Regions from separate parts of the Capsicum annuum genome. Here region 1 is linked to region 2. A link is a contact called in public Hi-C data. All regions are on one chromosome and are shown on one strand. Each heading gives the region's core, a stretch centred on a gene start, on an enhancer-like site or on the middle of the called end of the contact. The rest is flanking DNA. Distances are from core to core; before and after follow the strand shown. Region 1 holds the start of LOC107848485. Region 2 has its middle 62 kb from the start of LOC107848221.

The links. A called contact is a pair of places that touch in the nucleus more often than the background predicts.
Region 1: a Hi-C map of leaf shows a contact between it and region 2, with 3 times the contacts expected there. The contact joins the promoter of LOC107848485 here to the enhancer-like site in region 2. A contact is called at or near these places in 2 of 5 Hi-C or Micro-C datasets (leaf and placenta).

What each region holds. Positions count from the first base shown.
Region 1 is chr11:40,251,437-40,254,573 of UCD10Xv1.1, reverse strand. LOC107848485 reads right to left here and starts at 1,839. Exons shown (of 3, transcript XM_016693260.2): 1 at 1,670-1,839; 2 at 1,304-1,495. The coding sequence starts at 1,493.
Region 2 is chr11:40,037,903-40,040,982 of UCD10Xv1.1, reverse strand. No RefSeq gene overlaps it. Among protein-coding and RNA genes, the nearest start is that of LOC107848221, 62 kb to the left of the region's middle. Within about 2 kb of position 1,727, at least 4 of the 5 cell types and tissues checked have an H3K27ac peak or open chromatin away from gene starts, as enhancers often do. A contact at or near this core is called in leaf, where this site is marked.

The sequences.
Region 1 (3,137 bases), core at 590-3,089, 210 kb before region 2:
AAGATCAAGATGCACCAACAAAAATCATCGCAAAGAGTTCACCCTTCAACACCAATGACAAGATCTTGACAACATAAACTTGATATTAACAAAATAAAAGTCCAATTCTAACAATAAGGACTCAACTTTTTTCTCAATACTACTGTAAAGAAGGGAGATCCAATAATTACCAACCAAGCCGATCCCAGGAAGCAAGAAAACACTCAATTACCAACTAACCTTTTACAAGAATACATGACCTCCAAACTCTCCAATCTAAGGCCTATCCTCAGTAAGATCAAAATGCACCAACAAAAATCATCAAAAAATGGCTCACCCATCAACACCAATGATGAGGATCTTAATAATATAAACTCTACATTATATAAAAAGGGAGGTCCAAGAATGAACACCAAGCCTATCCCCAACGGAAGCAAGAAAACACTCAATTACCAACTAAACCTTCTGCCTTAATACACTAACCTCCAAACTCTCCTATCTAAGACCATATCCTTGGTAAGATTAAGAATCAACATCAATCACAAGATCTTAACAACATAAACTCGACATTGATGAAATAAAAGTTCAATTCTAACAAATAAAGACTCGATTTTTTCATAATCATAAACAAACAAAAAAAAGCATAGTGCTAATAATACTGGTAAGAAGAGAGATCCCATCATTTACCACCAAGCTTACACTCAACTACCAACTAACATTCCACCTTAATACGTGACCTCCAAACTCTCCTGTCTAACGTCATGTCCTAGGTAAGATAAAGATGCAACAACAAAACATCAACCTCAATTACGAGATCTTAATAATATAAACTCCACATTAATGAAATACATCTAACAATAAAGACTCAATTTTTTCTCAATCATAAACTAAATAAAGCATAGTGCCAGTAATACTGGTAAGAAGAGAGGTCAAAATGATGACCACCAAACCTATCCCCAAGGAAAGCAAGAAAAGACTCAATACCAACTAACCTTCTACCTTATATGCGACCTCCAAACTCTCCGATCTATGCACCACAAAAAAATCATCGGAAAGAGTTCAACCATCAACATCAATTACAAGATCTTAAAAACATAATCTCCACAACAACAACATATATGGGGTCTTGGAGGATAAAGTGCAAGTAGTTTGTACCTCTAAGGTGAGGTTGAGAGTTATTTTCAATAGACCCTCGGTCTTCACAACATAAACTCCGCATTTATTAAACAAAAGTCCAAATTTAACAATAAAGACTCAATCTCAATCAAAGAACGAAATAAAGCATTAGGAATCAATCCACAAGAATTACAGAAACAAAAATTACCTTGATCATTGCGAGCAGTGAATATAATAATTCCAGTATCATCACCAACCAAACATTCAGCAAGACGATTTCTTTGTGCAATTGTTTTCTTACTAATAGCTTTAACAGTTATATTAATCCCATTATCCAATGGACGAAGTTCATTCACTTTTTTAGATCCCACTTGCTGCTTCTGCTTCTGCTCTGCCATTTCTGTAAACCCAGTTATTTACCAAAACCAAAAATTTGAGGAAAAAAAAAGGGAATTTAAAATAATAATAATAATAATTAACAAAGGTTGTATTTTTTTACCCAATTTTTTGTAATAAGTTTAAGTTTTTTTTATTCAAATAAAAGAGAGAGAGAGAACAGATTTAAGAAGGAAACCTGAAATTGGATTTTAGATCGGAGGGAGAATCGCCGTTGAATTATAGTAGAATGAAAATTTTGTTCAAAGAGGAAGAGTAAAAATTTAAATCAAAGAACATTAAAATTGGGAAAAAGGCTTGTTGGGCCTAATTAAATGCAACTTTGGGCAAGTACATTTCTGAAATCCATTTGCATTTGGAAAAATTAGGTGGTATGGATTAAAAGACTTCATGAAATATAAAGAAGAAAAGACGAAAAGAGAGAATAGAGAGTGTAATTCCTATTTTGCTTGGAAATGATATATAATGAAGAAAGTTTCTTTATTTATAGAGGAAAATTCAGTTAGTTTCTCTCTAAAAGATAAATATTTCATACATTGATATATACTATCTATACTTTTGATAGATATTCATTACAATCAATATACATTAATATTCCCGCTTGAATGTCTAATAGATAATGTGCCTTGTTAAACCTTGCTAGAAAAAAACTCAAAATAGTAAAACTCTAGTGAAGGAAAACGAGTACACAACTCTAATAATATGCATATAGGCTTCCACATTAAAAACCTTATAAGAAAAATTCAGTGGGACAAAACCTCGTAAGAAAAAAGAGTACAATGCGTATTAACTCTCCCTAATGAGAACATCATTGAATCTTTGCATTCCGATTTTGTGCACTATTTTCTTGAAAGTTGCAGTTGGAAGAGACTTGGTGAATAAATCATCCATATTGTCACTTAAACGAGTCTATTGCACATTAATATCACCATTCTTTTGTAGTTCATGTGTGTAGAAAAACTTTGGCGAAATGTGCTTCGTTCTATCTCCTTTTATGGATCCCCCTTATGTTATGCTATGTATGCTGCATTATTGTCATATAAAATTGTGAATATTTTGTCACATTTCAAATTATATTTTTCTCAAATGAGATGTATCATGGACCTCAACCACACATACTCTCGGCTTGCTTCGCGAATAACTATTATCCCAGCATAGTTTGATGAAACGGCTACGATAGACTACTTTGTAGATCTTCAAGATATGGCAATACCCCACATATGAACACATATCCTGTTTGAAATCAAGCTTTATGTGGGTCAGATAAATACCCAGCATCAGCATAACTAACAAGATCGGAGTACAATCTTCAGAATAAAATAAGCCCATATCGGTAGTTCCTTTGAGGTACCGTAATATGTGTTTGATCCCATTCCAATGTCTCCTAGTAGTAGCAGAACTATACATTACTAATAAATTAACTGATGAGGCTATATCAGGCTTTGTAGTATTTGCAAGATACATTAGTGCACCAATTGCACTAAAATATAGTACTTCAAGATCAAAGAATTTCTCATTCTTTTCTTGAGGTCGGAATGAATCCTTATTCACATCAAGTGATCGAACAACCATTGGAGTACTTAATGGATGTACTTCATCTATATAAAACCTTTTCAACATATTTTCTACATAGACAGATTGATGGA
Region 2 (3,080 bases), core at 478-2,977:
GTCTTCAGTTTCGATCAAAGTTACTGGAGTGTTGATGCAATATAGTATTAAAGTCCCCAGGAATTAGCCAAGCTTTATTTACATTTGGACCTATTGTTAGTAACTCCTCCCAAAGACTTTTCCTACCTTCCAGAGAGTTTAAACCATAAACAGCTATGAAGAAACAATCAAGTGAAGATACAATAGCCTTGACAGAACAATGGATGCTTTGGGAGATTGTTCTAATGGACACCACCTGATAGTAATTTGGCTTCCAAACAATCCATATTCTACCATTTACAACCTTTGGGTAGTTATCCAGAATATCCCAGCTAGGAAAAATAGTAGATAATATTCTAGGAGCTCTTGGAGCCTTAACTCTTGTTTCCACTAATACAACAAATTGAATATATTTGATCTTTAAAAATAACTTCGATTATTTTTGCTTATTCCACTTGTTTAACCCTCTAATGTTCCAAACAACCCAACTTATTGGATGGTATTGGAGGGACCTCCCAATTTCGGGAGTGATAGAACTTGACACCGTAAACCTCTTTGTAGCACCCCAAATCCATTCTTCGTTGGAACGAAACATAATATGGGAAAATTCAGTAAATTGAACTCTGGACTTGGAGGGCCTGTTACCTGTTGCTGATGTTGCTCTCTATCAACCCGTACAGGGGATTTCGCCTTAGTCTCAGACTGAATGATATCTGGTACCCTTGTCACACTCTCATCCACAGCCTTTATGGGAGCATCCAAGTCACCAGATTGCGTTGCTAGGGGAGGGAAAATCACACCTGTTGTTTGTCATTGTTGGATAATCTTCTTAGAGATAGGCTTTCTTTTTTTATGGCAAAACATTCTTCAAGTCTTGTTTCTCCTGATCTGGGCATTTATGTCCAACAACTGAACATTTAAGGAAAAATTTTGGTTTCCAATCGTACTCAACTTGAAGTTCAAACTCCCTACCCATAGGATCCAAAACTGTGACAATATCTGGTAGAGTTTGAGTAATATTCACCTCAATTAACATTGGCGCAAAGGAAATTCTTGTCTGTTTGCATCGACATAAAGGGGAACCCCAACAATATCCGCAATTCTACTCAAAGTAATTGTGACCCCAACAAGACATTGGAAGGTTTGGGAATTTAACTCAAAGTGGAATTTCTGTTGGAAACTCTTTGCTAAAATCAAAGTTCAACGACAGGGTTTAAGAATAATTGGCCTATTATTAATGGTGTATGGTCCTGCGTATAAGATCTCATTCATATCTTCAATTGAAGCAAAGCGAATAATATAACACCCTTCTTCATGATAAATTACTTCAGGACTCACAACAGTAGACCAAATTGGGTTAACATATCGTGTCATAGCATTTTACCCTGTTATATCTCCTATGAAATATGCTATTAGCGCACAATTCCATTTCGTAACTTTCTTCGTAACCTCTCCTGAGTCAAGTTGAATAACAGGCTTACCATTAACAAGTTGAGGTGCTATGTATTCCCGTTTGAGTCCATTTATGGCCGATCGATTGTTAGTAAATAGCGATTTCCATGGTTGTACATGCGATTGGTAACATTTCTTTCGTCGTTCGAGACTACAGAGGAGGCTTGAGTAGCACTAACCTCAATTACCTCTTCGGGAGCAGCAGATATAGTGTTCTTCCCCACACTTATTACTGTTCCATTAATTTTTGCACCTTCAGGGCTAAGGTTAGGGATAGGTTGGTGAGTGGAAGGTGTAGTAGTCATACTCAAATCTCTTCGAAATGCCCCCTGCCCAGAAGTGGTCGTTGCACCGCCCATCCCATCAGAATTTGGAGTGGATGTAACCATTTTACCCTTATAAATATCACCAGTTCGTCTAGTTGAACTCCCACCCACAACAATAGGTTCTTTTCTCGGTCTTCCCCGCCCTCTTCCTCGACCTTTTCCGCGTCCCCTAGCTATGACAGAACTCCGGTGCCACGCGTAGACTAACGTGCACCACGAGCCAGAACTAGAGAGAGAATCTATTGCTTAATGTGCTAGGTAGATATTTAAGCTTATCAAAAATATAATTTCATTAGTACGGATAATAGGATACTCTTTATCTTAGAAATTTCATTTATAGTTTAAGGTAGAAAAATGCATTTATGTTTAAACCATGTGTTTGAATTGTAAAATAGAAATTGAAACATTGAAATTTACTAAAAGCTGAGAAGTGTTGATTATGTTAAACGACGTGGATTTGCTCAATTAGCCTTTTCAAGCTCGAATACTTGTTTTAAGTCTTGCCAATTCATTAATAAGAATCAGGTGTTGCGGTATCGCTAAATCTCGAAGAAGTTCACTGTTTTACTGAGGAGTGGACTCACTACTTCTAGACTTTTAGTCCCTAAAAGATAGTAAAATAAAATTTAAACATAAATACACCAAACTTCAATAAAACAAATCAAGTCCATCACATTATACACCTATAAAGTCATTTGGTAGAGTGTATAAGATCAATGTAAAATATAGTGTATTAATAATAGTTGTATTAGTTATGCATATATTATTTTTTATACATTATTTGGTTTGATGTATAGGAAATAATACATCTTACATAATTTCTATAAAAGAAATGTTTGTTTACAAAAATATCCTTCTTTGATTTTGTACACTTTTTTATAATAAAATTTTTTTGTCATCTCAAATATAATTAGTATTGTTGAACTAATATATAGAGGTTTTGGATTAATTGCAAGACCTTCGTCTTTGCGTATGGAATATTACGCCAACCAATTAACACAGTCGAAATAAAAATAAAATATAAGACGTAAAATTAAGAAATAGTCTCAATTTTTTTTAATCTTTTTAAAAACCCTCGAAGCAAAGCAAAAATATGTTACAATTATTTAAATCAATTATTCATTATTGTAGATTAAAATGGTGGGAAAAAAATTGTGAAATGTTTTGTAAAAATTCACTATTGCAAATTAAAATGGTGGGAAAAGGAATAATAAAATATTTTGAGAGGAAAATTGAGGGGTATTAAGGTCATTTAATAAGTTAATGCATGTATTAAAGACTTTACATTACTAATACATAGAAAATGAGTGGTATTAGTAATAC